Regions from separate parts of the Zea mays genome. Here regions 1 and 3 are each linked to region 2. The links are chromatin contacts, called in public Hi-C maps. All regions are on one chromosome and are shown on one strand. The core of a region is the stretch at or near the end of the contact, and the rest is flanking DNA. Distances in the headings are between cores, read along the strand shown. Region 1 holds the start of LOC103625857. Region 2 holds the start of LOC100276491. Region 3 holds the start of LOC103625855 (dof zinc finger protein 4).

The links. A called contact is a pair of places that touch in the nucleus more often than the background predicts.
Region 1: a contact with region 2 is called in a Hi-C map of tassel, with 1.9 times the contacts expected there. The contact joins the promoter of LOC103625857 here to the promoter of LOC100276491 in region 2. A contact is called at or near these places in 2 of 25 Hi-C or Micro-C datasets (ear and tassel).
Region 3: a Hi-C map of ear shows a contact between it and region 2, with 9 times the contacts expected there. The contact joins the promoter of LOC103625855 here to the promoter of LOC100276491 in region 2. A contact is called at or near these places in 6 of 25 Hi-C or Micro-C datasets (ear, endosperm, leaf and 1 more).

The regions. Positions count from the first base shown.
Region 1 is chr5:6,601,149-6,605,508 of Zm-B73-REFERENCE-NAM-5.0, forward strand. It overlaps LOC103625857, which reads right to left and starts at 2,485. Exons shown (of 3, transcript XM_023300104.2): 1 at 967-2,485; 2 at 596-861; 3 at 1-493. The coding sequence starts at 840. It overlaps LOC100281035, which reads right to left. Exons shown (of 6, transcript NM_001153954.1): 6 at 2,532-2,812. The coding sequence ends at 2,690.
Region 2 is chr5:6,373,594-6,377,493 of Zm-B73-REFERENCE-NAM-5.0, forward strand. It overlaps LOC100276491, which reads right to left and starts at 2,581. Exons shown (of 2, transcript NM_001150265.2): 1 at 1,875-2,581. The coding sequence starts at 2,411.
Region 3 is chr5:6,528,018-6,531,993 of Zm-B73-REFERENCE-NAM-5.0, forward strand. LOC103625855 (dof zinc finger protein 4) reads left to right here and starts at 1,638. Exons shown (of 1, transcript XM_008646250.3): 1 at 1,638-3,123. The coding sequence starts at 1,831. The coding sequence ends at 2,970.

The DNA of each region.
Region 1 (4,360 bases), core at 1,235-3,734, 230 kb after region 2:
GTGGGAGCCTGGGAAACCAAAATTAGCATGCCAAATTCTAAGATCCTCTGTCGCCACGGCCTCAAGTATCATAGTTGGCTTCCCTTTGTGGCCTAAGTACATACCGGCCAATGCGGTAGGGCAGTTAGCCCACTCCCAATGCATGCAATCTATGCTACCGATCATTCCCGGAAATCCTCTTTCTTCATTCCGTTTCAATATACGTTCTATCTCAGCACTTGTGGGTGGGCGAAGAAATTCATCGCCAAAGACATCAACCACAGCCAAAGCAAATTCCTTCAAAGTCTCAAGGACAGTGCTCTCTCCCATTTTAAGGTATTCATCCATTGAATCAGCAGGTCCTCCGTATGCTAGCATCTTGATACCTACAGCACACTTGTGGTCAGGACTGAAACTTAATACTCCTGCAGCATCACGTGACAGTTGGAAGTATTTTTTCTTGGCAGCAATCTTCCTCACAATGTCATGGAACAGTTCCGGCCTCATGCGAAATCTGCAGACGACAAATAAAATAGTTCACCAATATTTGAATGAGATCATCGTACTAATCATAAGCATCAAAATTACAGTTTATCCAATGCTTTCTAAAATGTACCTTCTTCTGAACATTTCATTGTTGTACAATGGACGATCAACAAAGTAGTCCATGTGCAGCTGTCGATGTGCTGCAAGGCGGTCACGCCTGTACGTCCTGTGGCCTGGGACTGACCCTCCCCATCGTCGTTTGCGTCCAAGTTCCTGGATGACCACTGCAGCAGCAGCAGCAACAAGGTCATCGTCGTCATTGGATGAAGCCGCAGCTGCCCCGAGCATCGAAGTTTTCAGATACCTCCAAGCCATGCAAACAACAGCGGCTGCTACCTAAATCCAAAAAAAAATGCAGTACAAAAGGCACAATCGTAAACTTTATACTCGCATTGCACAAAGAAATTGAAAAGATTACTTTATACTCCGGCACGAGATTACTTTATTGATTCCTGCCGCCAAGCTGCTGCCGACTTGCTGCCTTGGGGCTTCACGAGGCCACGATGGAGAGAACACGGTAACTTTTCCCGCCGTCTAGGTGGTTCCCGCGGACGCAGTAACTTATTCCCGCCCAGATACGCCGTTCCCGCGTGAAGCTTCCGCCTAAGCGCGCGAGTGAAACAGCCTGGCGCAGGGGTTCTCTTTTGCGTCTGCCGTTGGAGAATGTTACAAATGCGTACGCGACCTTGTGCTCTGGCGCGAGGCAGATTACTGAATACATCTCCAATTTTAGGTAGCATGGTTGGAGACAGTCTTAGTATGCGTAGGCAACTCAAGGAATAGGAGCGTAGCAGTTGAGGTCTCATGGCTTTGGCTATGAAAAGGCGTACGTAGATGGTGTTGTTACAACAAACATACAAACAAACAAAAACAGTTTTTCCCCACCAAGTCTCGCACGCACCAGCACATCGACCTGCGCTCTATGACTCACTCTATCCTTATCTTTCTGCCTAATCTTTAGCGATGGACACCGACACGACGCGACGCGGGCCAGAGTCCCGTGTAGCTCGACTGGGCCGTCGCTGTGCCTCTTGCTCGGCTGCCTGACTGCGCTCGCTTTCGGAAATGTTACCATCGGCTTTCACAAGAGAACCAGAAAAGTGGGGCGGCTTTTGGGTGCTCGCTTCACTCAAATCGCCAGCAAACATGAGAAACCTGCCCGTTCATGATGCTAGCGTCACACGAGACTTCCGGCAGTTTATGTAAGCTAAGCTTCGCAGCAAATTTATGAAGAAATCCGACCAAGAGAATAAATAAAATACAAATGAACCATGAAGAAAGAGTTGAAGATTGGATTGCACAATTGTTGTTTGTTGACTAAGGAGGGATTATTTAATCATTTCCAACCTTTCGATGCAACTAAACAAGTCCTAAAGATTATCTCCACCAGTTAAAAACAGACTCCGACCCTACCTGATTCACATTCTGCTCGTTCAATGTGTACCTACCCTAACCCCTTGCAACCGAAAATTCCCGGTATCTGACCACGACAACCGAGAAAGAAACTGAACTATCCGTCAAATGGTACCAGTAGGAAACAGCGCAAATTGCGTGGCCGCATTGACCCACTTTGCCATGCGACCCACATGACAAAAACAGCTGCAGTTTAGGTGACCCACACAATATATAACCGTTGTCTTCTAAACAAATGGAGGAGCAAAGCAACCAGTTCAGAACTCAAGTCACTGGGAAGAGGCAGCAAAAAGCGGTTGCACTACTGCTGCAAACTTCATCCATATCAGGAGCTAGAAAGATGAAAGATTCACTGAGAAGTGGAAAACCGGGAAATCCTAAGAGACATGCGTTAGTGCTCCCCTTTGCCTTTCCGGCCTCTTGTCCACTATAAGAGTCATCTGAGGAAGACCAGACAACATCATCCGCAACCCTGAGCATGAAAATGGTGGCCCATAAACTCAGAAAGAACGCACTACAAGCCACACAGATAAACAGTTTTCGGAGGGCGTGACGGTTAGTAAACAGTTGATAGATTCATTAGACATCGAGGAACCTACTTTACTGGTAACATTCGGAAAGTGCCACCGACTCCCACATGTAAAAAAATTTCACACCACTCACATAGCTCCTAACTGTTCCATGATTACACATTCTGCAAAACATGATCACCCAGCCTTTTGGGGGTTTAGAAGATCTGGATGGCGGGTTGCTACTTCGTCTTGGTAAAATGGGGGGCAAGCAGCTTTGAAACAGTAAAGCCGGTGAACGTTTCAACTCCTAATAGGTCCTTCAGTTTCTCATCGCAGATTATTTTCCTCCGGTCAGAAGGATCCTACCACCATAGAAAGGACGAAAGCAATTAAAAAGCAGAATTGATATTATTTGAAGGAATAAGCACAAGACATAGGAAACATAATGACAGGATTAATTGGTTCTTCCTTACTACTAATTCCACAGGATTAATCTCAATGACCATAAACTCCAAATAATTCTGAGGCACATGCGATACGTGAACAAATGGTGAGCGAAAAAAACAGGGAAACTGGAAAAATCCAGGGCCAGATTTGTTCAACTCAATCAGTGCCTTGATTTTCCAGCCCAGATTTGTTCGATTTGAAATGTTTTGCAAATTGCTTGACTGGAAAGCAGCACCCAAAAGAGAGGAAAATGCAAATAATACAATATATTCGCCTTTTTTCTTTTCGAAAGATCAACTAGTTAGCAGTTTAATTGTCTGTGGTACACTGCAAACATAAATTTTCATCTTGCATTGGACCTCTGAATACGTGGAATGGATTAAGGTGAATGGACATGGAGCTCATCACTTCATCACGATGAGATGCAAGTGGTGGTATAATAGTCCTTCACCATGATCAACAGATAGCTCTTTCAACCTGAGCAGTTAGTGAGTGTTCTTGTGCTGAGGAAGTAGAATGTATAGCTTCTTGAGAAACATTGCAGTTGGCTGCGGAATGGATGCAGAAACTTGACTAAACTTGAGTTGGATTGTGCAAGTGTTGTACCGATGTGTCATTTGACATCAATGGAGAATCAGATCACAGTGGTGTGGCATTTTCAACCCATCACCTTCCAGATAAATTTTAAGTGAGTGCAATAGCTAGATGAATTAGTTCAATTTGCTAGATGTACGATGCATCGTGCACTGTGGCGGCCAGAAGCACCGTTCTGTATTACAAATTTACTCGAAAACAAATTTAGTTTTTCTGAACAATAAATAAAGTAGTCCATTTCCCACACACAAAAAGGAATGAATTAGAAGAAAAACAAAAATCGAGAAGTGCATATCCTAACCAGCCTATGTATAGCTTAGGGAGACAAGGGATGCAATCATAGTTGTTTTTAAGGCGGTAAGGCGACTGACCCCCCCCCCTAACACACACACCACATATCTTTTAAGCGGCAAAGCATAAGGCGAGGCCTTAAATATATTTAAAAATAGAAAAATTTATTGATATTTGAGAAAGTGTTACGCCAAAAAAATAAAAGAAGAGAAAAAAGGATAACGAAAAGAAAAGGAACAGCCCAGCTGGCCCATTAAAATTAGGTTAAGCTCAACTAACCCTCCCTCTCTCTCCCTGCCGCGCTGCAGCTCCCACCCACGCCTTAGGTTCCAGAGCAAGGTGAGGAGGATGCCTTACCTCCCCAACTCGCCTTACCGCCTAGGCCCTAAGCGACGCATTGAAAACTATGGATCCATTCCTACCTTGTGGCTGACACCCTAATGACAATGCATCTGCAGAAACACCCCTGATATTATATATGAGAACATAACCCATTGCAACATTACTTCCTAAGATTTGATCTTTGTGATGCTACTGAGCTGATGTTCCTTGACTGTTCCAATACACTGTCTACGTCC
Region 2 (3,900 bases), core at 1,331-3,830:
AACCAAGAAACCATATGCTTTTGTCAAATGCTCATCAGATGTCAATTAAAAAGTGAATTATTAATACAGGTTCAAAAGTGACAATGGCAGCATAACTCAAAATCAGATATCTAAAATCTATCCAGCAAAGTTCTAACTGGTAAGCATCGACGGGGTTGCTTTGCTGCTATTGTAATGGTGTTGCAAAATGTATGGCTTCTGTGGCCGATGGAGCCTAAAATTTTAGGTATAGCAGTGGCACACCATGCTCATACTTGATATTGAGAACACCCACTCTCACCGGCTTCATATCCAGTGGCAGAGGACGAAATAAATTTTAGGTATGGTGAATATGATAGTATACACAATGGTGTAAGACTCAAAACAGAAGTTTGAATACGCATGCAAATACAAGATGCCATGAGTTGATCTCACAAGTGTATTATTCTTTACCTGACCTCTTTCACAAAAGCATTGTAAATCAACAAACCATTTACTTAACAACAATGAATTAAAAACAACTAAAATAATAAACAAGTAAACAAGCTGCGCATCATGTGCTAATTAGCTAAATTTCTGACCTATGCACATCATATGAACTCAACAGCCAGCTCTCGTGTAGTCGTGCTAGACTTGGGTGGTGGCCGGTGGCCGAATGGGCCACTTTATATCACTTAATGTGTCGGCGTCGTGGCCACTCACCGTATGGGGGCTGGCCTTAAGAGAAGTTCATTAGCACTTTAGTACATTTAAGCCCAAATAATAGCCCAAAACTGTTTGTTCTCTTTCTCGTTGCTTCGCTAGAAAGCTATGGTAAACTAAGACACCGGATGGCAGAAAAGAGATAGTGTCAAGTGATTCGCTAGGGTTATTTAGGAGGAATCAATGTATGGCGGGCGTCATACCCCGCCAGTGGGTCCTCTGCCCCTGTATGGCTTTATGCATTAATAATACCGTGAAGTTCTTAACAGGTAATGGAAGGGACTAAACATAATAGCAAGATCATTGCAGCAATACTTAAACCCCTCCAAAAAGAACCATAGGCTTCACTCCATAACCAAAGCAGATCTCCATGTCCTGTTATCCTATTCATGCTCTTCTCCATTATAGTCAGCAAAGCCAGCAATACTCACAGTACATGACAAGCCAGAAAAACAGCATTTATTTTATGTGTCACCAGTCGTTCCATCTTGTTTTTTTTATTGAGCTACATTTGTTCCAATTTAAACAATCAGAAAGTTACATCCACTTCTATCTAAGAAAACCACCATCTATCTAAACTTGCATCAGTAAAATGAGGACAAAAAAGGCAGAAGCATCCTAATTTGAATATCTACAAATACTGCCATCTATCTGTATTCATTAATGACAAATTTCCATATAGCATGCACCAATGATTACCTACTGAAACTTAAATGAACACAATCTATTACACTATGCTTAACCTTCACCATCAATGGTCCGTTACTTAATATCCCCAATTTAGACAAGTTAGAATAGCACCTTGAATCAAGCTGAATTCTGATTCTACACAATACCATACCAATGCGCAATGGCATAAAAAAATTGGGCAAAGCTATCCAAGTGTCACTACAAGTTGAACACACAAAACAAACTAAACAAGGGTCCGTACTGATTTAACATTCAACTACTACAAACAAACAATATAAAGTCATCAGCAACACTAAATACTGGGGTGGGGGATATACAGGTTCAGATATACTTCAACAGTAATAGCTGCTGCTAAATCAACTCAGCTGTTGAACCATAACCATCAAAGCTTTGAGCTAACACAGCTTTTACACCAACCTTTACTCGAAAACTAACATGCAAGCAACCGATCGGGATCGGATGCAAAATCGGGAACAGCGACAGGTCAAAGTCAATCCACTCACCGAAGGTAACTGGAGCTCGACGAGGCTACCGTCCTGGTTGCCAGCAAGCTTGAGCTCCACCGGCCCAACCAGCTCCACGTCCCTGACGCCGGTGTCGAACCCGAACGCGCCTTCGGCGGGGACGACGTCGACCCCGTCCGGCCCATCCACCTCCTCGACGGCCGGCGCGGAGGGGAGTCTCCACTCCACGGCCTCGTCGGAGAACCGCGCCAGCGCCGCCGACCCGCCCGCCCGCGCCCGGAACTCGTACCGCTGCACGGAGCCGACGCGGACGGCGCCGGCGTCGAGCGGCCAGACCCTGACCTCGGCGTCCGGATCCCAGTCGTACTTCTCCGAGACGGCGTCGATGACCTCCTCGAGGAAGGTGGGCTCCGGGGCCAGGTCCTCCAGCTCCGGGTCGGCGGAGGTGGAGGCGGAGCCGTTGGAGGAGGCGGTGAGGAAGGAAAGCGAGGCGCAGGCGGACGGCGAGGGGGCGGAGAGGAGCAGCAGCGCGAGGAGGAGAGAGATTGGAGGGAGGGCCAGGGAGGAGGAGGCCATGGAGGGTCGGAGGATTGAGGAAGGGTAGGTCTCCTGGCGGGTTCTCTTCCCCGACGAAGGGATCTCCTCGCGAAGGATGAGGATGGTGGTGGTGGTTGGTGCGCTCGTGGTATACGCCGTAAGCACAGGCTGACGTGTGAGCCCGGTGAGCGAGATTGATAAAATGCTCGGGTCGTCTGGCAGGCTTGTTTGGAAGACAAACAAGCCCAAAACGGCCTTTCGCGCAGTTGGGCCGAGCCGCCGCTGGCCTTTTGCAGAAGCAGCGACAATTGGGAACGTGTTATATAGCTGTACATTGCTGATTGGGACCATGTCTCCTCGGTGCGTGCACTGACTCTCAACGCACGAGAGATTGGCACCGAAATTCCTCGACGCAAAAGCTCCAACGTACACACTAAGGTCCTGTTTGGAATCGTAGTATTTTTGCAGTTTTGAAACAATACTATGGTATTTGATGATACTATAGTATTGGAGCTCAAAAGGTGTTTGGTTTGTATAGTCAAAACTCAGTTTTAAATATCATGGTTTACGCAAAACTGTGGTATTTTTGGAGTTTTTGAAACTCCACTCATGACCTCGGTTTTCTTCTCTTCTCTCTACATATACTTTGTTTTTCCAATAGAACCAAACAGATCTCGGTTTTGAACAATACTGTAGTTTTACTGTGGTAAAGCAATACCGTAGTATTTTTGTCATGTACAATTGTAAACTATGGTATCTCAAAACTACAGTATTTCAAAACTACATTCCCAAACAGGCCCTAAGGCTCTGTTTGGAATCGTAGTATTTTTGCAGTTTTGAAACAATACTATGGTATTTGATGATACTATAGTATTTGAGCTCAAAAGGTGTTTGGTTTGTATAGTCAAAACTCAGTTTTAAATACCATGGTTTACCCAAAACTGTGGTATTTTTGGAGTTTTCGAAACTCCACTCATGACCTCGGTTTTCTTCTTTTCTCTCTACATATACTTTGTTTTTCCAATATAACCAAACAGATCTCGGTTTTGAGCAATACTGTAGTTTTACTATGGTAAAGCAATACCGTAGTATTTTTGACATGTACAATTGTAAACTATGGTATCTCAAAACTACAGTATTTCAAAAATGCATTCCCAAACAGGCCCTAAGTGGCAGGACCATGAAAAAGACAAGATTTTCTTAAGCTTAAATTACTGTAGGGAGGGCCTACAGTATTTTTATTGCTTAGTCAAAATAAAAAATAGAAAAACAATTACAGGGAAGTAAACTAAAAATTACAATACATAGCACTGAATCTAGGTCCTAATTTTATCCCCTATCTCTAGTTTGACTCAGTGACACAGTAGACGCAATTCTGTTTTGAACATTTCCCGACATTCATCCACCATGGGCGGGATCTCATTAAACACCCAATTATTTCTACTTTTCCAAATGCACCAGATTAGAAGGATAATAGCTTCTAGTCTCCATGGGACCTGCCAGCTTCTTCTAATCCTTAAAATGGTGT
Region 3 (3,976 bases), core at 388-2,887, 150 kb after region 2:
GCGCGCGGTCGTTTCCGCCGGATAGTTAGTGTACCATGTTTGGCGTAGAAATCCTTGTCAAATCCCTTTGGAACCGTGTGGCCTGTGCTGGAGCTGGAGTATGTATAACTGAATAGTTGCTGCATATGAACTTGGTTTCGCAAGTACTCCAGAGCTTGTTCATGCAGAGGGAGTAGCACACCACACGTGCCCGAATGCAACACGAGTGGCAAGTGAAGAGTGATGCTCCTGTTCAAAGCATTTTTAACTTGTCACTGTCTGCTGTGGCCGGCGGAGTACTCTCGCGGTCTGTGGCTCCTCCGGCGCCCTTTGGCTTCTGTGGGCATTTGACTGCATGATTGGGGAATGCGGAATCCTCTCCACGTCTCCATTGCTGTTCTTTTCCTTTCGGCGTATTAACTATAAAATTCATGGGTTGATTTGATCTCCCTTGTCCAACAGCAACAACAACTCGTAGTGCTCCGGCCTCTGCATTGGAGCGCCATGATCACACGCTGCCGGGCAGGCCCTACCTTCGGGAAAAAAAAAACTGCATGCTTCTTGAATTTCAAAGGACTGTATCTGTATGTGTGGTAATAAACCATGCATCCTGTAAATTAAATTGGGGTCTACTACTAGCTAGCTAGGCTACATTATTGGGCAAAAGTGAACAATGGCCACCTTCATGTGGGTACAAAACAGAGGCCCCAAACGGGAGACAGGTAGGTCAGTTGGAACTAGAACACGGCAGCGTTCCGAACTGTGAAGTGAAACCCTACCACATCCATCATTCCGAGGAACTTGTGGCGGTCCCCACGGGCCACGTCCCTCCTGCTTAACATTCCCCCCTCAAAAACCTGGTAGTGGTAGTACCTCACTTGCAGCCAACAAAGTGTCCAAGGTAAATCACACGTCAAGACAAAAGCCTTGGTTTCTGAACAGAGACAAGTAAAGCCAAGGCACACGGAAAAACGAACAAAGCGGCAGCTAGCCTTCTAGCTCAATTCGATGCAATCCATAGCATGGCATGGCATGGCATGGCAGGACCATTCTCCTCTCCCGCCTCCGACGGTCCGACCGACGTCTTTATAAACCGCCACAACCCAGTGTATGTGTGTAATGCGTTATGTGTACCATACCACTACGCCACCCCCAGCTAGCCCTAGGGATGGCAACGGGGAATTCCCCGTCGGGTTTTAGCTCCCCATCCCCGTCCCCGCGACGAAAAAACTTCCCCGCGGGGATCCCCACAAACGCTTGCGGGGGACATTTCTTCCCCATCCCCGTTACCCGCGGGGATAAATCCCCATCGGGGATCCCCGTCCCCGCTTAAATTATAATTAGATCGTACTTCATTTGTTATTAATGTAAAACATTTTCACTTATACACATTGTTAGATGTAAAAATCATTATGTGTACATTAAAATAAACGTATTTGTACAACTAATGATCTCTTGGCAAGATAATTATTTATTTTTTATCATTAACTATTATATGAAAACATCATTACATGTAAGTTTAACGGGTCCCCACGGGGAACGGGGATGGGGAATGCTTCCCCATCCCCGTCCCCGTTTACCCGTCGGGGGAGAAATTTTCCCCGTTTACATCCCCGTGGGGGAAGAAATTTCCCCATCCCCGTCCCCTAATAGAGGAATTCCCCGCGGGGAATCGGGGATCGGGTCCCCATTGCCATCTCTAGCTAGCCCTCATCCTCTGATTCAAACCACAAAGCTACAACCTGAAAGCAATCACTCCACTCCACCTTTGCCATCTCCAAGAAAGAACCCAGACTCTTCTGCTCTGTTCCAAGAAGCCTTTTTGATCTTGAGTAATTGCCATCCACCACCATGATCCAAGAACTGCTCGTCGGGGCCGCCATGGACCAGCTCAAGAGAGTGAACGACGTGAACCCGGCGTCTCTGCCCCTGCTGCTGCACCCCGTCGTCTCCAACCCGTCGCCCACGTCGTCGCGCTCGTCCGCGCAGCAGCGGTCGACGGCGGCCGCAACGTCGTCGCCGCAGGGGCAAAGAGCGGAGCAGACGCCTCTGCGGTGCCCCCGGTGCGACTCCTCCAACACCAAGTTCTGCTACTACAACAATTACAACCTCACCCAGCCGCGCCACTTCTGCAAGACGTGCCGCCGGTACTGGACCAAGGGCGGCGCGCTCCGCAACGTCCCCATCGGCGGCGGCTGCCGCAGACCGCGCCCCATGCCTACGCCCGTCGCGACGAAGCCCGCGGTCTCCTGCAAGGCCGTGGGCGGCGCGCCGTCCCTGGGCCTCGGCGTCGGCTTGGGCATGGGCATGGGCACGGGCGCCGGCCTCGACGGGCCCTGGGCGTCCTCGCAGCAGGCGGCCGCCGCGCAGGCGCAGCTCATGGCGCTGCTTAACAGCGCCAGGGGCGTGCAGGGCGGCGGAAGCATGCACAGGGTCCTCGGCCTCGACGCCATTGCACACCTGCCCCTCCACGTCCTGCCGGACGCCGGCGGCAGTAATGCCAGTGGCACGGTGCCGTCGCTGTGGCCGCCGCGCATGGACTCGCAGCTCGGCATGGGGCCGCTGGGCCAGCACGACGTGCTGTCAAGCCTCGGGCGGCTAAAGCTGCCCCCACCATCGTCGGCGGCGGCGGCAAGCTGCTACAGCGACCAGCTGCACGCGGTGGTGAGCAGCGCCGCGGGACGCGGACACGAGTACGAAGCTGCAGCCCCCGGCGTCACGCCCCTGCCCTGCACCACAGCGCTGGCCTCCCTCCCTCCAGCCGCGTCGAGCGTGTCGGCTGCGTTGGCCAGCGCCACGGTCGGGCTAGACCTCCCGCCGGTCTCCCTCCCCGCGTCCGAGATGCAGTACTGGGCCGGACCGGCGGCGATGTCCGTGGCGTGGCCGGACTTGCCCACTCCCAACGGCGTGCTCCCTCGAGAGACAAACCCGAACCTGATGTGGTCATGTACGGACGACGCGGCTGTTTACCCACGAGACAACACTAGCTAGTACGTAATCAGTACTTCAGCCTTCAGTGTACTGTAGCTTTATATCGCCGTTTGACTGTGTTTTGAACACGTCCATTTGGCTTTCATGATGCATGTATATGGTATGCCTGCACTGGCAGCCAGCAGAGGTTTTTAACCTAAACTTTAAGTTGCATTTTGCCTGAATCCTTATGCTAGGTAACTTCTTGTGGGCACTTTTTTTTACCATAAACTGAAAACCAACCATAATCTTGTTTTTTAGTTCGGTTCGATTTCAGTTTTTACAAGTTCGGTATTCGATATCATAATCAGTTTTCATCGTATATCAAACCAAAATACCATAAAAATCGAATATCATACTGTATCAATTCTGAAATTTGATTATTTGATTATGTGAACTAAATGTGTTATGCAATTAAATTGTTGTTCACTTATTTGTATTTTGAGGTATGATGTATCTTTACATCATTGTACCTATATAATTTTACATTTAAAATGTTATGTAAACTTGTTGTATGTGTTGCTTTGTAACCTTCTTGAGTATAGGTTTGGTATTCGGTTTTTATCGAAAACTATTCTCGATTTTTTATTTTCTAGAAAATTAACGATCGGTTCCTAATGTCTAGAAAACTGAAGTTTTTAAAAATAAAAAACCGGACCGAAGTTAAAAAAAACCAATACCCAGCCCTACTTGTAGCCATATGCAGTTTGCCGAGTCCACATATACATACCGTCCATGCATGGATCTCAGGCTGTGACGACAATAATGGTATTACACTGACATTGTGTATGCATGGTTTCGGTAACTAGGCAAAATTAAGCAGCAATTAGTTTACTTCATGTATATAAATCCATGCCAAAGAGCAGTGATTAAGTTCATGGCCAGGGGCGGGCAGGGTATGAGTTAGTGATAAGCATCCCAATGAGAACGTGTGTACTGGAGTTGTAAAAATGAGAATATGACTGGGACTTGAGAGCCATCATGTTTGAGCACTAAGAATGGGACCACTCCTGTCCATGTCCATGCA